Regions from separate parts of the Arachis hypogaea genome. Here all the other regions are linked to region 3. Evidence: chromatin contacts called from public Hi-C data. All regions are on one chromosome and are shown on one strand. The core of a region is the stretch at or near the end of the contact, and the rest is flanking DNA. Distances in the headings are between cores, read along the strand shown.

Region 1 (2,875 bases), core at 329-2,828, 300 kb before region 3:
ATATGAAACATTTTAGATGACCTCTTATAATTGTAATTAACAATGCAAATTATTTCTAAACTTATTCCAAAAAATATAAGCTAAAGAAAAACATTTTAAAAACGCCATAAAAAATTTTGATCACTCTTCTCTTTTTTTCATTTTAAAAATATGGTTGAGTTATGACCACATCGTGTTCAGGAATTGTCACGCAGGAAATAATAGAGAGCTTAATTCATATGAACCATCGGTATATCACTCTTTTATCCATGAACTAGCAGTCCAACACCTCATTGGATATCAACAGTAAATAAAATTTAAAAGCAGAAATAAATAAATTGAAAAGTAAAGAACGGAAGAATGGAGGATCACCGTAAGAGGTTATAGTGAGGGAGAGAACAGGTCCTCTATGAGCATGCCAAGACAAGCACTCCTTGAAAGGATTCCTCAACTTCCTATTATCCTCCAAAACCACACGATCACCATCACCGTCACCATCACCACCGTCCATCACCCAGCACCTTATTCTTCCATCCCTGTGCCCGCTCCACACTACTCTGTTCCCATCGTCCGCCACCAAGCACATCGCCGCCGACGTCCATACTGATTCCCGAAACGGCACACTCTCTTCGTCCCCAACCCTAACGTTGCATCCTCCTCCTCCTTCTCCATCTCCATCCCCTTCTTCCCAAGAACAATACAGATCTTTGAAGTTCCAGAACCTCACGCCACATTCCGATGCCGCCCACAGCTGCGACTCCGTGCCGGAAATTGCCCTCAGGAACCGACCGACCTGCGTCTCGCGGAGAGGGTGAGGCCGGAGTTCGAGACTAGGCGGCCGCAAGGGATGGACCGCCGCGCGGGGTGGGAGGCGGAAGATTCCTGTGCCGCCGCCTCGGGAGACGAATTCCCGCATCGGGCGGTTGCTACTTTGGTCGGAGGAGGGAGCGGTGGAGGTGGAGAGCTTGCGGTCGAGAAACTGGAGCATGCAGTCGAGGCGCTTGGTGGTGGAGTGGATGGAAGCAGCTGAGGGCGTAACGACGTCGTTATCATCGTCGTCATCGGAAGAAGGGAAGTACATAAGGGTGGGAGAGTGGTGGTGGCGAGTGTGTGAGGATGAAACGACGTCGTTTTGGTTGAAAGGTGGATCCATTATTGTCGTTTAGTTGCTATTGCGAGGATCGGAGGAAATATAGGGATAGAGCCAGAGGCAGGATGAAACGGCGTTGTTTGTGGGGAAACGGCGTTGTTTGTGGGGATTTTGCTGAGAGTGTTGGATTGAGTTGAAATTGGTTGGGAGAAAAAAGGGGAGACTGGGAGAGGAAGAAGGGAGAGTGGGAATAATTGAGATTTGAGAAGTGAAAGTGGAATTTGGACAGGTGAGCTGTGAGCTGTGAGCTGTGAGCTGTGAGCTGACCCGGTTGTTTGTTCGAGCACAACACAACATGCCTTGCCTTACTTTTCTTTAGGTATGTTCTTTTGTCTTTACGTTGTTACCTGTTTGTTGTATGTAGAGATGGCAATGGCTTTCCACCTTCTAGTAAAATGTATCCCATCATCATCTTATTTTTGCTTTGGGTTTCCCTTTTTTTTTCCGCAAGGGAGAATGATACCTGTAGGTATTTATAAATATTAATTTTAATTTTTTTAAAAAAAATCAGTACAATTATAATAAAATTGGATGTACAATTTAATTAAATATATTAAATCAAATATAATTCAAACACAAATTTAATATAATAAATAAATCATTTTAACCCTAAAAAATTATAAAAAAAATTATCCCTTTTACGTTTATGTTATGACAATATATTGTAGAAGAAAAAATTGCAAAATTCAATTCAATTTATCTTAATCCATTAGTTAACATGTTGGTCTCCGTTAGCCTCTCCGTCGTGCTGTGATTTTTTTTTTTTTGTCATTTCTAGTTATATTTTGCCTTTATTTTTTCAAAGCTAAGATATGAGTTAAGTACGATTTTGGTCATTAAGGTATGTGTCAAAAAAAATTTTCGTCTTCAACCTTTTTTGCATACAAAATCATCTCTAAGATTTAACTTGGTTTTAAAATCATCCTTCGAACCAAAATACCATTCTCCTTTTTCACCAAAATATTCTGTTCTTCTTCTCCATCACAGCATCTCTTCTTCTTTTTCTTCTTCTTCTTCTTCTTCATCATGAGTTGCACAATCAGAAGAACACAAGAAATCAAAAGAACAATGAAATCAGAAGAAGAACAAAATCAGAAACGCAATAACAATGAATTCAAAGAAATAGAATCAGAATCAGAAGCACAGCAACAATGAAAACAGAATCAAAATCACAAGCAGGAGAAACAGAAGCCATCAAACCAACCTCCAGCCGCCGCCACCCTCATTGCGCCGGTTCTACCCTCTTTACTCCCCTTCTTTTCTTCTTCCTCTTCCTCCCAACTGCCACCCACCATCGCCGTCCTTCGAAAGCCAGAACACATCACAGTGCCGCCACATCTCTCTCTCTCTCTCCATTATCCATCGCCGAGGTAACCTCCATCTCCGCGGTTCCACCTCTCTCTTCCCCCCTCCGCGAACCCAACACCTACGAACCCTAGCACCGCCCAGGCCGTCGTGACACCTCCTTCCTTCGTCCCTCCTCAATCTAGTCGTTCACCCATGCTCGCCATCAATTCTCCCATTGAACACAGACCGCCGAAGCCGGCCTCTTTTCTCCACAAGCTCGCTGCCGCCGCTGATTCGCCACCGCATGCCCCATTGTCCCAACCACCGGTGAGCTTCCCATTTTTCTTCTTCTTCCCCTCTCTCCTTTCCTCCACTGTGACAAAGGTCGCGACCTCTATTTCTGTTCCTGCAGCTACCAGCGTCAGTGACAACCACAGCCACTACCTTGTCGCTGTCGCT
Region 2 (2,859 bases), core at 83-2,582, 310 kb after region 3:
AAGAAGAAGAAGAAGCAGCAGAAGATGAAGAGGAGGGAGAAGAAGAGTTTTGAATTATGCAAAATTTATCAGCACACATACACAAAAAATTCTTAAAGAATACACCCAAATATCTTCGTGTTACACCCAAATTTACTGCAAATACAGAAAAATATTTTCTTTAATAGCGAACTTTTACATTACATTCAATTCAAATAATCAACGATGAAACAGTATTCACCTACAGAATCATAAACTACTAACGAAAAAATTAACTAGAATCGAACCACATCTCAGCTACTTGATTGGATTCAAAACAATAATCAATTTCGTTTTGGTTCAATTAATAATCTGAAGTTGAGTTATTCATTATCTTCAACAACGAGATAAGGAGGAGAAGGAGGAAAAGGAAAGAGGAGAAGAAATTTCAATGAAAAAGAAGGAGGAAGAGGAGGAGGAGGAGGAGGTGATGGTGTTGGTGACGACGATAACGAAAGAGAAGAAGAAGAACGTGCAGTAATGGCACGAAGAAGAACATGCACGCATTGATTGAAATTTGTTAAATTAAGAAGCGCGTGAAATATGCGTGCGTAAGACGTGCATGTGAGAATAATTTAGGGAAAAATGACTTATATGAACTTGTATAGTAAAATAGCTTGTATGTGGAGAATAATTGATATACATATTTATTAAAATATTTTTAGTTATTAAAAAAATATTATTAAGGTTTTAATTTTTATTTCTCTTATGTTTTTATTTTTTTGAGATATTAAAAAGACTAAAATTGTATTCTAAAATTTTAATTTTAATTTTACTAATTACTAAATATAATACTAAATCTCAATACTCAATTCTTTTAATATTAAATACAATATTAAATCTCAATACTCAATACAAAGGAAAAAGATTTCTAAAATGACAATGTTAGTAAAGTGATAAAGTGATATTTTAATCACTTTTGAATTTATAATATTTATTATCTATGAATACATTGTCTTAATTTAATGGTGATTAATAGTATACTTTTTTCTACAATACAATTTTAGAGGAATTGGGTCCTAATATAAATGGATTTGAATTTTCTAAAGTTTGGATTTCACTTTAAAGAAAAAAGTGTGATCTCTCACTATTGATTTTATAGGTGAGACCAAGAATAAATATAAAAAAGAAACTATTCAAAAGTAGAAGATCACACTTTACTCTTTAAAGTGAAATTCAAACTTTAGAAGATCCGAATGGAATATAAACGCTACTCGAATAATTCTTACAACATTTTTTAATTAAAAAAAGAACTATACACACATATACTGATGTACAAGTGTATATACAGTGTACAAGTAGGTGTGGCCCTACGACAATCCAAATATCACTTCTACCCACCACTTATCGCACAATCCTTATCCGCATTGGTCCACCATCTCGTCTTTTTTTCTGCCCTCTCTCTAGTCTCTCCTCTTCAATCTCTCGACACAATCACATATCTTTTTCCCTCATTCTCATCCCTTTCGCTTTATTTATCTTCTTTCCCACTCAAACCAAAACCCTCCCTCTTTCTCGTTCTCAGCAACCCCCTCCAACTCCAATTAATCGCTGCGCTTTCACGCACACACCTTTTTTATCCGATTAAGAAGAGCGAGGGTATTCTTGTCAATTCACCTGTATGGCGTTGTTTGGGGTTATGGAGATGGCAACAGCTGTCGACATACTGTCCGACCTTGTTGTGTTCATCGCTCCGCTTTGGATTGCCGTTATAGTCGGCGTTGTCCTCGGTTGGGCCTGGAAGCCCAAGTGGGCCGACAACTTGGCTTCCATCGAGCCCACCTCCAACAACTACCTCCCCAAGCTTCGCCTCCCTTCTTGGGCTGCTTTGGGTTCCACCTCTGGTCCCCACACCGACCTTTCTTCCTTCTCCGTTTCCACCAGGTGCGCTTTGAAATTCAGTTGAATTCAGTTATGTTTCTGTTTTTTTTTCCGGTTTCGTTGCTGATTTGTATAACCGTTTTTCGGTTTCTTGCTACTTGCCACGTGGCACACACAGTTCGGGTGCGGGGTCGAGTTCGTTGCAACGGAATGATGGGGAGAACGAGGTTAGTGCTTTGGTGACGGAACAGGACTTGAAGCACTTGAGTATGTTAGTTGAAGAAAAAGATGGTGGACCCGCGTGGATTCAGATGATGGACCGTTCTACCCCTACTATGAGCTACCAAGCTTGGCGTAGGGACCCTGAGGTACTCATTACACACCTTTCAAAATTCGTTATTCTTGTAAATGCAAGAACTGTGGCTGCATCTGAAGTCACAACCACAATCTAAACCACAAATGCTATAGTAACGGTGACCGAATTTTGAGACCAATTGCATTGCATGATACATTCTGGGTGCTGACTTGGTTTTGGATGAATTTGAATGTGTTTGCATTTGTTAGACTGGGCCGCCGCAGTACCGAAGTAGAACCGTGTATGAAGATGCAACTCCTGAGCTGTTGAGGGATTTCTTCTGGGATGACGAGTATCGGTTGAAGTGGGATGACATGCTTATACATGCTTCAACCTTACAAGAGTGCCCTGTTACTGGGACTATGATGGTGCATTGGGTTCGCAAGGTAAGTACTGGACACCGGAGTCAATTCAACTTCCTTTTGGATTTAGATGTTTCTTGCAACTGCCTTTGGCATATTCTCATGTGTTGCGAATTGCAATTCTCGCTTGCTGCAGTTCCCCTTCTTTTGCAGTGATAGAGAATATATCATTGGTAGAAGAATTTGGGATGCTGGACAAGCTTACTACTGCGTAACAAAGGTTTGTAAATGTTTTCTCTGCTGTCTAATAGTGTGAAATGGTGATGGCTTTGTAACGAAGACTTGTGATGTTGCAATTTAGCT
Region 3 (2,996 bases), core at 164-2,663:
ATATTTTTCAATAAAATAATTAATTATCAGAATAATTAAATAGTTTATAGTCTAATAATTAATTTACCGTGGTAGAATAATTTATTTTTAAAGTAATATAATAAGATTTTTTTTGTATACACCAAATTTATATCTTTAATGGTAGTTAATTAGTGACTAAGTTTTAGTATTTATACATTATATATTATGGTTGTTATATGTTATTTATGAATTTTAAAAATAAAGTAGTGTTAGTTAGTTTGTGATCTTAAGGTGTAAATAATATTTTTTTTAACTTTTTACACTGAATTAACCTTTTTATCTTTTTCTTATATATTGGGATTAGACGAGATGTTAAACTTATTCTATATTTTAATACTTTCAAAAAAGAAAAGATATATATAAGATAAGAGGAAGTACAAGTGATATTTTTGAATGTTGTTAGGTTTTGTTTCAGAAATAGAAAAATAAAGATATAAAAATAAAAATGAATATTTTCTATTTTTTGTCTTCAAAATGAAAGAAAATTTTATATTTCTCTTGGTAGCTAAATAAATTTTTATATATTTATCTAATTATTTTTATTTCCAAGATACTATGAATGTATTAATTACTCTTTGCATTGTCTCTTACATACATAAAAATTTCATCAATTATTTTTATTATAAAAATAAAAATATATAAAAATAGTCTATGTATATAAACCGTAGTATCTATAATGTATGGACACTGATACGAACACGGGATATGATATGATATGGGACACGCCGACACGTAAATTTAAAATTCTTTCAAGACATGAGAACACCATACTGTCCATATATATATATATATATATATAAAATATAAAGTATTTTTTAAATAAATTGTAATAATATTTTTGTATTTTATTAATATTAAAATATAAATTAATTTTTAATTATTTTTAATATCTTTTTTTAATTATATAAAGTATTTAAAATATATTTTATTTTAATAATTAATAATATATATTATTTCTAAACTTATTTTAAGAATATATGTCAAGAATAAGATTGGATATGCTGACGTATGATTGTATTTAGGTGTATTTAAGTGTTTTCAAAGAGAATTATTTTATTTTTTATTAAAATACGAATGGGTACAGAAGATACGTATATCGGATGAGTATCGATGTGTGTCGTTCTAGAAATGTATCTAATACGGAGACACGACAAATTAAGAAAGTGTCCGTGATTTATATAATGAATTTAGATCTTCTAAATTTTGAATTTTATGTAAAGCGTGATCTTTTATCTTTTAATAATTTTTTTTAATATTTTTTTATTCTATCTATAAAATAAATAATAAAAGATTATATTTTATCTTTTAAAATAAAATTTAAAATTTAGATGATCCAAATTCTTATTCTTATATATAGGTGTATATTATAACATTCTGTTAAAAAAAGAAAACGGTCTATACATAAATAAACATCAAGTAAATTAATAATAATCTGAAAAGGATACAGATTTGTCCAAGTATTGTTGCTTCCTCTCTCGTCTTTTTTCCCCTTTTCATCCCCTTAGGGTTTCTATTTTATTCGGTTTTCTCTTCAATTTTCTAACACAATCGCTTCCAACAGCTTCCATCTATAGAACACCTCAAATATTTTTCTGTGAACTTGTTAACCTAATCTCCAATTAAATCAACTTGTATTTGCCTTTTTTTGCAACTAGAACATCTCAATTCATCAGAGATTTCCCGATTAGGGTATGGACTTTTTGTTCCTTGCTAGGTTTTCAGCTAGTAACTGTAAATTTTGCGTGATTATGGTAAAATTGGCTAAGATTTATTTTGATCATGGTTAATTATTGATTGTTATGATAATCTTGTTGGTTGTGTGCACTGAACAATTCCTAATCATGCAGATGTAGTGATTCTCTCTGATTATTTTTTTGACTTTGCTCGGTACATTTACATTATTGTGGAGAATGATAGCTAAGCTTCTGGAAATCTATCTTTTAGGTTATCGTTGAGATCCTATCAGTGATTTTCTGAGTTATTTAAAATCTTTATGTATTGATCTGGCTGAGAAAATGTGATGAACCTGGGATTTATGAGTGTTGAAGCCATCATTGTTTTCTGAAACTATTTATTAGTGGATATTGATGAACTTAGTGTGGTCAAACTCAAACCGTCAAGACATCTATTTACTTGCTAGGTTTTGTCATTGAGAAATTTTGTTTCTAAATTTGTTTTACATGATAATGTCACCTTTTATATCTAATTAGCAGCTGAAAATAAGCTGTGAAACATGACCTGCTTGTTGTATGGTTCTGATGTGATCATTCATTATCGGACTTTTATGTTTGAGATGAAGTATGGGCGGAATGAAGTATTTTGCTGCCTTAGTATATGAACTTTCACAACCTTGGATATTTCATTAACTTAAAAGAAAGATTAGGATCACAACCTAATTTGAGCATATTTTTTTGTGATCTGATTGATGGTATGAATCTACTTAATGGGTCGGTTCTCACATACATTGGATGGCGCAATCTCCTAGTCCTATTAGGGTCTTCAATTGTGAATTAATTTATTTAACTAAACAACAATATCAGAAAGCAGGATAACAAGAACACTTAAATCATAGTTATCATCAAGAAGGCCATTTGCTTTCATCCAACAAAATGGCAGATCAGAGAGTAAAGGTAACTTCAACAAGTTATTGTAATCCTTCTTTCTGATATTGCTGTTTATTTAGATAGATTTATTTACAATTGAAGAACCATGCCTAAAATAGGACTAGGAGACTGCAGGATTACAAGAACTCTTTGAAGTTACCTTTACTCTCTGATCTGCCATTCTGCTTGATGAAGGCAAATGTAATTGAAAATAACTATGATTTAAGTCCTAAACATTTTTATGGTTTATGGACTAAATAGAAAATCAAAGAAATTGAGATTCTGTGTTGCATGTAGATCTGTTCCCTTATCTGAGCTTATTCTTTGATTCTTTACTTTGATATCTAATGATTGGTCCTTTCCTACTATTTC

Evidence for each region. Hi-C and Micro-C count contacts between places; a contact is called where the count stands out from the background.
Region 1: a contact with region 3 is called in a Hi-C map of leaf, with 3 times the contacts expected there. The contact joins the promoter of LOC112779323 here to the promoter of LOC112779337 in region 3. A contact is called at or near these places in 3 of 8 Hi-C or Micro-C datasets (all in leaf).
Region 2: a contact with region 3 is called in a Hi-C map of an unstated tissue, with 3 times the contacts expected there. The contact joins the promoter of LOC112777525 here to the promoter of LOC112779337 in region 3. A contact is called at or near these places in 2 of 8 Hi-C or Micro-C datasets (leaf and an unstated tissue).

Annotation. Positions count from the first base shown.
Region 1 is chr19:97,418,269-97,421,143 of arahy.Tifrunner.gnm2.J5K5, forward strand. LOC112779323 (type II inositol polyphosphate 5-phosphatase 15) reads right to left here and starts at 1,579. Exons shown (of 12, transcript XM_029296008.2): 1 at 352-1,579. The coding sequence starts at 1,132.
Region 2 is chr19:98,021,676-98,024,534 of arahy.Tifrunner.gnm2.J5K5, forward strand. LOC112777525 reads left to right here and starts at 1,333. Exons shown (of 7, transcript XM_025821912.3): 1 at 1,333-1,902; 2 at 2,018-2,207; 3 at 2,404-2,580; 4 at 2,693-2,776. The coding sequence starts at 1,640.
Region 3 is chr19:97,713,891-97,716,886 of arahy.Tifrunner.gnm2.J5K5, forward strand. LOC112779337 (putative lysine-specific demethylase JMJ16) reads left to right here and starts at 1,414. Exons shown (of 13, transcript XM_025823579.3): 1 at 1,414-1,710.